Regions from separate parts of the Mus musculus genome. Here region 1 is linked to region 2. The links are chromatin contacts, called in public Hi-C maps. All regions are on one chromosome and are shown on one strand. Each heading gives the region's core, a stretch centred on a gene start, on an enhancer-like site or on the middle of the called end of the contact. The rest is flanking DNA. Distances are from core to core; before and after follow the strand shown. Region 1 has its middle 65 kb from the start of Gm41321. Region 2 overlaps Slc30a8 (solute carrier family 30 (zinc transporter), member 8).

Region 1 (5,200 bases), core at 1,920-4,419, 75 kb before region 2:
TCCCATAATTAGCCTCCAAACGATGACACCAATGCATATACTAGGAAGCCTTTGTTGCAAGGACCGTGATATAGCTGTCTCTTGTGAGACTAGGCCGGGGCCTAGCAAACACAGAAGTGGATGCTCACAGTCAACTATTGGATGGATCACAGGGCCCCCAATGGAGGAGCTAGAGAAAGTATCCAAGGAGCTAAAGAGATCTGCAACCCTATCGGTGGAGCAACATTATGAACTAACCAGTACCCCAGAGCTCTTGACTCTAGCTGCATATGTATCAAAAGATGGCCTAGTCGGCCATCACTGGAAAGAGAGGCCCATTGGACAGGCAAACTTTATATGCCCCAGTATAGGGGAACGCCAGGGCCAAAAAATGGGAATGGGTGGGTAGGGGAGTAGGGAGGGGAGGGGGGACTTTTGGGATAGCATTGGAAATGTAATTGAGGAAAATACGTAAAAAAAAAGAGAGAGAGAGAGAAATGGGCTTCCCACAGGCAAGTTGGTAACTCTCTCTTTGCCATGGGTGGGACCAGCATTTGGGTTGTAAAGTGAACAGGGTGATAAATGAATAGAGTGAAGAGGGAATTTGAATTATTTAGTTTTATATTAAATGCTTACATGTTTATTATTAAAAAAAAAAAAGGACCTGTGCCTAACTGGAAGGAGTGACTCCCAAAGGAAGGCCAGTTCTTAAGTTTTTATACCCTAGTACTGCTGTCTTCTGTCTGCTTCCTGATCACCTAAATGTGATAAAGCAGTTTTGTTCTTCCTGTTACCACAGCTGAGGCCCAGTCTCAATGCCATTTTTCACTCTGAGCTATACCTCTCAAATTTGAACCAACATAAAATCATCTTCCATGAAGCTGTTTCCTGGCACAGATTTGGTGACAGCAATGAATAAAATGACATTACTACCTAATTGTAAGGCTATACTTTGTAGCCCCTTGAAGGTTTGGAGGACTGGACTGCGTGGCTTAAATCAGTCTAAAGAGATGTAAATGCTCCTATATGGGGGCCCTGTGTTCCATCCTATAGATGACTGTGAGCGTCCACTTCTGTATTTAACAGGCACTGGTAAAGCCTCACAGGAGACAACAATATCAGGGTTGTTCAGCAAAATCTTGCTGGTGTATAGGAGCTAGAGAAAGTACCCAAGAGCTGAAGGGGTCTGAGACCCTATAGGCGGAACAACAATATGAACTAACCAGTACCCCCAGAGCTCATGTTTCTAGCTGCATATGTAGCAGAAGATGGCCTAGTCAGCCATCATTGGGAAGAGAGGCCCCTTGGCCTAGCAAACTTTATATGCCACAGTACAGGGGAACGCCAGGGCCAAGAAGTGGGAGTGGGTGGGTAGGGGAGCAGGCCAGTGGGAGGGTATAGGGGACTTTTGGGATAGCATTTGAAACGTAAATGAAGAAAATATCTAATAAAAAAATGTGGGGGAAAAAAAGAGATGTAAATGTCCAACAGAAACTGGGAAGTTTTCCAAAGGGGTAAGGTGTTTCTTTGCTTTCTCATTGTCCAGCACATGGATGTGATGGCTAGAACTTAACAATCCTCTTAATCACCCAGGGGACAAGGGAAGAGCCTCAAGGGTTCATTAAAGATACAAAGGCTGGGAGAAGGCACCATCACCAATGACAGGTCCTGAATTTCCAAACTAAAAATTCACTCAACGGGTCTAAAACTTTTCCGAGTTTTATCTTCAGCTCTCACATGTATCTCCTTTCCACTGTCGTCTTTCCCTGTGACTCTGCAATACCTGGCTTTATTCTCCCTTCTCTGGGCATCCTACTGCCTGAAATGATCATATTTCTTTATGTGTTTATTTGCTGATTGCCTGTGTCCCTCACTAAAATGTAAGGACCTTGTAGCATTCACAGTTTAATCTCTCTTCTAAAACAGCAACTGGCCAGTGATGCATGCATTCAAGAATTACCCTGAGTAAGGGAATTATTTTACTTTACCTTCGATGAGAATGTTTGCCTGAGGGCAGGTTGTCATTTTTCTTTTTTTATTCTGCCCCAGAATGGTTAGACAGAACATAGCCACTCCGGCTGTGCAGAATTGAAGCAATAAAACCATATCTAAATTGGAATGACTTTGTATTTAGTCACTGCAAGACCAGTAGCCTATAGGGAATAAGTACCTATTGTATCCATGTGGGTTCTGTCATTGCATCCACACCCCTTGAAACTAAATTCCTTTATTAAATTGTTCCTATGCCTTTTTAAAAGGAATCAACTTGGAACTTTTTCATTCTACTTCTAAGAGGAGGATTCTACTAATGAAAATCTACAGGAATTGCCTGAGGGTCAATACACATGAGTATAGGATGAATCCTTTGGGGCTCTTTTATGATAATTAATGCTTAGGGGGTTCTTCTCCCAAATAAAACATTTTGTAAGTATTGATAAGCACACCATGAGCTTGTCTAAATGCAGTCTTTCAAAACGCTATTGGGTAATTAGATTCTGATTTCGCCCTCTGAGTCTTTGTGTGGCTTTGAGGGCGACATGAGCAGGTGTTTTCCTTCTTACTAGTGAGTGCTATTTTGGTTCTGTAGATCACACAAGATGATCTGACTTCACAAGAGTTTGCTTCCATGAACAACAGACCACAGTGACACAGATGACAGACGTTTGTGAAATCAGTTGGATGTGCCATATAAAATATTAGAAGAACTGAAGAATTCTTCATAATTAGATATTTACATAAACATGAATAATGCAAATGAATGATAGCCCACAGTTCATTCAGCGTATACCAGTCCCTCTTCTAATGCAATTTCAATTTCATTCTTGATCTATATCCTCCAGGCAACAATTTCTCTTCTTTTTTTAGATGAGAGAATTAAGGCCCAGGGAGTTTAAGAAAGCTGGTCAAAGTTCCATGGACAGCCACTGTCAGAGCTTGGTTTTGAAGTGAGGCGTTCTTGGCTTTTGGACCTGTGTTCTTGTCACAGTGCTGATTAATGCTCTGTCTGAAAATGACATCATTGTATTTTGTGAAACACGGTCACTTAAGACAAAAAATGATTCCAGAGAACAGAGTGGATGGCAATGTCTTCAGTTTTAGGATTAGAACACAGAGACACCAGAGAGTTGACTTTCATTTGTTTGTTTGTTTTGTTTTGTTAAGATTGCAGCAAGTTAGAACTCTGTGTACTGTGCTGTAACAGCAAAATTTGCCTGGTCAGTAGAGACTGGGTTCAAATTCCACATAAACATCAGTGGCTACTACTGGCTTAGATCTAACTCTGAGGTTTTTTTTTTCCATCTCTGTGTTGGGGTTTACTGCAGCTGAATGTTAAGGGAACCCTCATAGTACTTTTACCATTTACCTGAAATTAATTCTTAGTTGGGAGCAACAGTTCTGACTTAGCATTCTTTTATTCCTTAGATGTAAGGCCATGCTCATTCTCACCTGTCACACTTGGCTGTGAAAACTGAAATTATTTCCAGATAACACCAAGTGTTATCAGGCAGGTAAAATGGACTCCAACTGAGAAATGCTATTCACCTCCTTTTACCTTTGCTAGTGTTAGAGACCGTGCACACAAAGTAATGGATGCACAGTGAGTCCTCCAGGAATGTGAAAGATTATTAATTATGCATGCTCTTAGTTTGTTCTTGAACTAATGTTCTTTCTGAAGCGATAAAAACATCACTTTCACAGATTGTTGGAGGAAACAAATGAACTAATATTTATGAAAATAACTGGTCATAGCTCAGAACTCATTTGCGTTTTGGAGCAGATTATATTGTGATGTGCAGTAAATGAATTCAAACAGCCCATTCATTATAGTGCCCAAGTTGTCATTTTAGACTGCACTTGAAATAAAAATGTCTAGGATGTATATGTGTATACAAACAGCTCCAACCTAGTTCTCAGATTCACATTTTTAAATGTATTTAAATAATTCATTGAGAATTTCATAAATCCTCTTTTATCATAGTTATCCCAACTCCTCCCCTTAATTCTTCTAGATTCATTCCCACATTGTTGTTCACTTCAAACTTTGTATCACCTAAAAGAAGAAAAAGAAAAAAAAACCATTCAGACCAATTTGTGATGTCCATATGCTCCTGGAAATGGGACCATCTTCTGGAATAAGGTCAATTACCAGGGTCACATCCTTAAAGAAAACCAATCTCCCTACCCTGAAATGTATCAGCTGTCCTAGGTTCTTCAGTTAAGAGTAGGGACTCATAAACTCCTTCACAGTCCATGCTAGTATGTTGGTTAACTTAATCTTTCACTGATCTTGTGCAGTCACAGCACTGTAATTTTATGAGTGCAGTAGCATGGTCATATCTAGAAAACACTTTCACTGCAATCCCCCATAACTTCTGGGTCTTATGATTCCCATCTCAACCCCACTTCTTTCATGGTGATCCCTAAGACTTGATAGGGGAATCTCAGTCTGATACTATGTCTATTTAACATGATGATGATAAGTTCATCCCTTTGGCCTGTGAGATATCCAATGTTGGCTTCTTATTGTATTAGATTAAATATAAGAAAGCAGTTGTTTGCACCCAATATATTAATGCCACCTTTGCACCCATCGGCCTATCTTGCCCGATAGACATTCTCCCAGAAGCCTGTGTAGAACCTGCTCATGTTATGTATGAAAGCTAGGCAGCATGGGGGAAGCTTCCTGGTCAGTAACAACTTGATTTCTTCCTGTCCTGTAATGAAAGTGTGTAGTGTCTTCAGCAAGTACAGTTTATCAACTTCTGGTGGATAACCAAGAACAGTGGCAGTAACCTATATTGTTTGGTGGTTTTCAGGACACCTCTGACCAAAAGCTCAAGAAGAGGTATCTTATAATTAGCACTTGGCTTTCTATTTGCAACCTATGGTTCCTTGAAGGATGATTATCCTCTGTCTAGAGCAATTCCTATAAAATTATTTAACATGTATAATATATTGTTTGTTTTTGTATATGTGTGCTACAGAGTTGTAGATTTCCATATGGCTTATCCCACAATCCTTAGTGTTAAGATCCCTCCTCTCCACATCATATTATGTCTACAAAGTTTGACTCTGGATTGAACATGACTAATTCTAGTCATAATTGCAATGGTTTCCAATATTTTCTACTAATATCATGCTGAGTTCAATGAAAGCCACATAATTGAAGTTTACTTCTTATCATCCCTTCCTGAGACATCTTCCTTCATAATCCAGGAAA
Region 2 (4,618 bases), core at 470-2,969:
CCTATCTTGGAGTGGTTGTCAGGGTATATAAGGCTATCTTTGTGGGTTTTTATATTCAGGTGGAGGAGTTCATCTGCCATGGTTTGAAGCTGAAAGCCTCCCCTCACACCCTTCACCCTGAGCCAATGTTTCACTTCTTGATCTCCGTTTTCCATAACTGTTTTAAATGGTGTAAAATGTGGGATTTGGCTGCAGAAATGAGTTCTAGGATCAGTCCGTGAATTTTATACCTCCTCTTGATTTTGTGCTATTTCTTTGTGCTTCCTGGAAAAGCTAAGATAGGAGAGCCCCAGGCTCATGCTTCCATCACAATGGACGTACTTTGTCTTGTCATGGTAGACTGTCATCTCCTGAACCATGACCAGAGCTAAATCTTTTGTCCTTGAGCTTGCTTTTGGTCACAAGCAACGAGAATACTAATGTAATAATCGCTCTCAAAATTGACCCAAGAGTCTGGAAGCAAACTATTTTTATCAAATGAGACCCATCCACTATAACTGAAGACTGTTTGTGTAAAGCTCCTTACATTTAGGCCTAAACTCAGCCATGCTGCTTCCTAGAGCTTAGAACAAAGTCTACCCCCATTAACTTTGTGCAATTTGGGCACTGTTTCTGTACTATAGTTTACAGAAGAAGATGTTTCCTTTCTTGTTAACTTACACAATTTTAATACTTATATCTTAAGTATCTTTTCAAGAAAACATTCCTAATCCAAGATTCATTGGTTTATACCTATGTTTTCTTTAAGAAGATATTTAACTATATCATCTTGGCATCTTCCTTAATGCTATAACTCATGTTAGTAAAGTTCTTTAATATGATGTCAGAAATATATACATATTAACTTTTTTTTACACAACTATTTAATTGTCCCAAAAACATATGTTGAAAACACCTTGTTGAAATACAATTGGCCCATTCAGTTGGTATGTATTATTATATGTATGTATGTATATGTATATTAGTATGTATATGCTGGTAGCCTATGTCGTGAATTTAAGTATATAATTACTCTTTTCATTTTTTGAATCTTTGAGAGTTTCATACATGCACATAATGAATTTCAGGGGCTTTTTACCCTATAATTTTCCTCTCTTTTTCCTCTCTCTCTACTACTGAAAGCCTTCTTGTCACTCTGTCTTAGTAAGGATTTCCATCGCTATGAAGAGACACCATGACCAAGGCACAACTCTTATACAGGAAAACATTTAATTGGGGCTGGCTTACAGTTTCAAAGGTTCAGTCCATTATCATAATAGCAGGAAGCATGGCAGCATACAGGCAGACATGATGCTGGAGAAGCTGAGAGTTCTGTATCTTGATCTGAAGGCATCCAGGAAAAGACTGGATTCCACAGGCAGCCAGGAGGCTCTTAGTCAACATTGGGAGGAGACTGAGCATAGAGACATCAAAGCCCACTCCCACAGTGGCACATCTCCTCCAACAAGGCCACATTTAGTCTAAGGCCACAACAACTTAGGACAAGCATATTCAAACCACCACACACGACTACTTTTATGTCTTCTTTGTGTGTGTGAATTACCTGGATGAACAGATAAATACACTCTAGTGTAATAGTGGTGTGATTATTATGGGGATGACCAAGTGCTTTCTAATTGGGTTTGTGTTAATTTTTAATAGCAGGGTATGTGACACCTTGTGAAGTTGGCACCAGGGACTAGGGTATTGCAATAGTGGACTTGACCTTTTCCCTTTATGGCAGAATGTGGACTTTGGATTAGGAAAGCAGTTGAGTACTTTAAGTGGGGCTTAATAGGCCATGCTAGTAGAATCGTGGAAGACAGTGGTATTGAGTGATTTGAACTCTGGGGGGTCTGGCTTAAGAGGTTTTAGAGAAGAGTATTACTGTGTGGCCTAGTCAAAGTCTTATGATATGTTGGTGAAGAATACTTTTTGTCCTTGTCTGAAAAGTCTGCCTGAAGCTAAAATGAAGAGTTATGGATTAACAGCATTGGTGGAAGAACTTTCCAGAAAGCGTAGCACTGATAGTGTTGCTTTATTAGTTGCTTGATTATTAGTGGCCGGTCTTACGCATATCTATAATGAAAAGGAGCAAGCTGAGCAAGGAAAAATGCAAAATGTACAGTTTGAGAAAAGGGACACTGGGAATGGTAAACAGATTAAAGAAAAGCCTGGTGCTACATGGAATCAAAGGAGTAGTGACCTCAGAGCAAAGCCCCAATTAAGCTTCCATTTTGTGAAAAGGACTTAAGGAAAGGTTCAGGGTAGGCATAGTGGCACACACCTTTAATCCTAGCACTTAGGAGGCAGAGGCAAGTGGATCTCTGAGTTCAAGGCCAGCCTAGTCTACAGAGGAAGTTCAGGCAGTGATGGAAACCATTGAAAACAGAAAGCTGGTGAAAATGTATTCAAATGAGTGTTCCAGGGCCAGCAAGCAGCAGAACTTGCCAACTTCTCCCTCCACTTGTTTATGGCTGTAGATCAAGGATAAAAGAAAGGGGTTATGACATCTAAGGCAAACCATTGCGGTCAGATATATGGCAGGTGTGTCACTGTGTGGAGGACTAAAGAGGCCATTGCTTAAAGCCGTGAAGGTGAAGTCAGAACTGCCTTGAAGACTTCAAGGTGTTAAAGATAGCAGCATCATGGGATGGCTTCTGAGGAAAGCTGCTAACAGAGAGTGGAACCATCTTGAGAGAAAGCAGTATGCTGCAGTCAACAAGGCTGAAAGGAGTTAGGGATCTGAAGACCTCATTGACATCAGACATAGAGATACAGAATTTGGAGTTTGTCAGCTGCTTTCCAGTCTTGCTTTGGTCCAGTCTTTCCCACTATGCTCCCTTTCCTACCTTCAGGAATGGTAGTGTATCTCCTATGCTATGGTGTGTTGGAAGTGTGTGGTATGCTTTTGGATATTGATCTTACAGGGGGCTACAGCTAAGAAGTTTATCATGAGTCTCAGAAGAGATTTTGAACTTTAGGCATTTCAACAATGTTGAGACTGTTATAGGCGATAATAAGGATTTTTGAAGTTATGATTAGAATCCTATGGGTTAAGGGAATGGGATATGGTATTTTAAGGGAAAACGGCCCCCATAGGCACTATTTGGAAGGATTAGGACAAGTGGCATTTTGGGAGTAGGTATCAGCTTATTGGAGAAACTGTGTCACAGGGGGAGGACTTCGCAGTATCTCCCTCTCTCTGCTGCTTGCCAACCCAGACATAGAACTCTCAGCAACCTCTCCAGAATCATGTCTGCCTGTATGCCACCATGCTTCCCACCATGACAATAGTAGACTAAACCTCTGAACTGTAAGTCAACCCCAATTAAATGCTTTCCTCCATAAGAGTTGCTATGGTTATTGCACCTCTTGACAGCAATCAAAATCCTAAGTAAGAAGTCCCTTCTGTTACTATGTAAGTTGTGAGGTCTATTTGTTAATTTCTCTTAAAAGGTTTAATTTCTCTTAATAAGTATTATGGTGAGCACATTAAATTTTCATGTCAATTTTAAAATTTAGCAATATTAATTCTTCCACAATGTTGGAAACATTCTTAGTGAATTCTTTAATTCCTACAATGTTCTGTAAATTATAATATAAAATTGAACATTTTTATTTATTTAATGAATTACTTTTTTGTAATTTCTAATTTATGAGTATGGGTGTTTTGCCTGCATATATGGTCTGTGTACTGCATGCGATGTTGTGTTGGCAAAAGACAAAAGAAGGCATTAGATCCCCTGGGGACTGCAGTTGTAGGTGTTGGTGAACCTCCATGTGAGTGTTAGGAATCAAACCTGGGTCTTCTGAAAGAGCAACCAATGCCCTTAGCCAGTAAGCTATAGCTTTACCCCCTATTTGATGAATTCATATGCTTTGTTTGCATGCCCTTGTAAGTAAATGAGTTTTCTTAACTTTATTTTCAGGTCTTATTTTATTTTATTTTGCTATTCCTATGTAAAAATACAATTACATTTATATCTATCATTTATTACCACTTTACTGAACTTACTAAATCTTACATTTCTCAGAGTATGTTTTGACATTTTTATATTTAAAATATGTTATTGTTTGGAAATATAGCTTTCATTTTCCCTTTCTATTCTGATGTCTCTCATTTTGTTTTCTCACATGGAAGTCCTGGCTGGAATGCACAGTATCTTCTAATATTTATTAGAAGCAACGGGCCTGGACATAGTTATGTTCTACACATTCTGAAATACTTTCATACTTTCTTCTTAATTATAACATTCCATGTTATGGATTTAAGGAGATTCTCTTCAGGGCTGAGAGATGGCTGTGCAGGAGGTGAGTGCTTAGTGCTTTTTGTAGAAAAGCTGGCTTTCAGCTCTAAGCACATGGGGGCTCACACCCATCTACAAAGTCAGGCAGCTAACAACAACCTGTCATTTCAGAAGAGTCCAGTACCCTCCTCTGGCCTCACCAGTTTTTTGAGATGAAGTCTCTCTATGTAGTCCTGGGTGTCTCAGAACTCACTATGTAGATTAGGCCAGCCTCAAACTTATAGAGATCCACATACCTCTGCCTCCCAAGTACCGCAGCATAAACATGCATCACCTCACCGAGCTGCTTGTCTCTTCTTATATTCACTAAGTATAATGGAACTGCAAAT

Evidence for each region. A called contact is a pair of places that touch in the nucleus more often than the background predicts.
Region 1: a contact with region 2 is called in a Hi-C map of liver, with 2.8 times the contacts expected there. The contact joins two enhancer-like sites. A contact is called at or near these places in 3 of 39 promoter capture datasets (embryonic stem cells, liver and stem cell-derived epiblast-like cells), 3 of 484 Hi-C or Micro-C datasets (all in liver), 2 of 115 datasets of contacts at active chromatin or transcription factors (kidney and liver) and 1 of 9 other capture datasets (liver).

The regions. Positions count from the first base shown.
Region 1 is chr15:52,376,265-52,381,464 of GRCm38.p6, reverse strand. No RefSeq gene overlaps it. Among named protein-coding and RNA genes, the nearest start is that of Gm41321, 65 kb to the left of the region's middle. Within about 2 kb of position 3,169, at least 4 of the 459 cell types and tissues checked have an H3K27ac peak or open chromatin away from gene starts, as enhancers often do. A contact at or near this core is called in kidney and liver, where this site is marked.
Region 2 is chr15:52,300,547-52,305,164 of GRCm38.p6, reverse strand. All of the region lies in intron 1 of Slc30a8 (solute carrier family 30 (zinc transporter), member 8), which reads right to left. Among named protein-coding and RNA genes, the nearest start is that of Slc30a8, 7.3 kb to the right of the region's middle. Within about 2 kb of position 1,719, at least 3 of the 459 cell types and tissues checked have an H3K27ac peak or open chromatin away from gene starts, as enhancers often do. A contact at or near this core is called in kidney and liver, where this site is marked.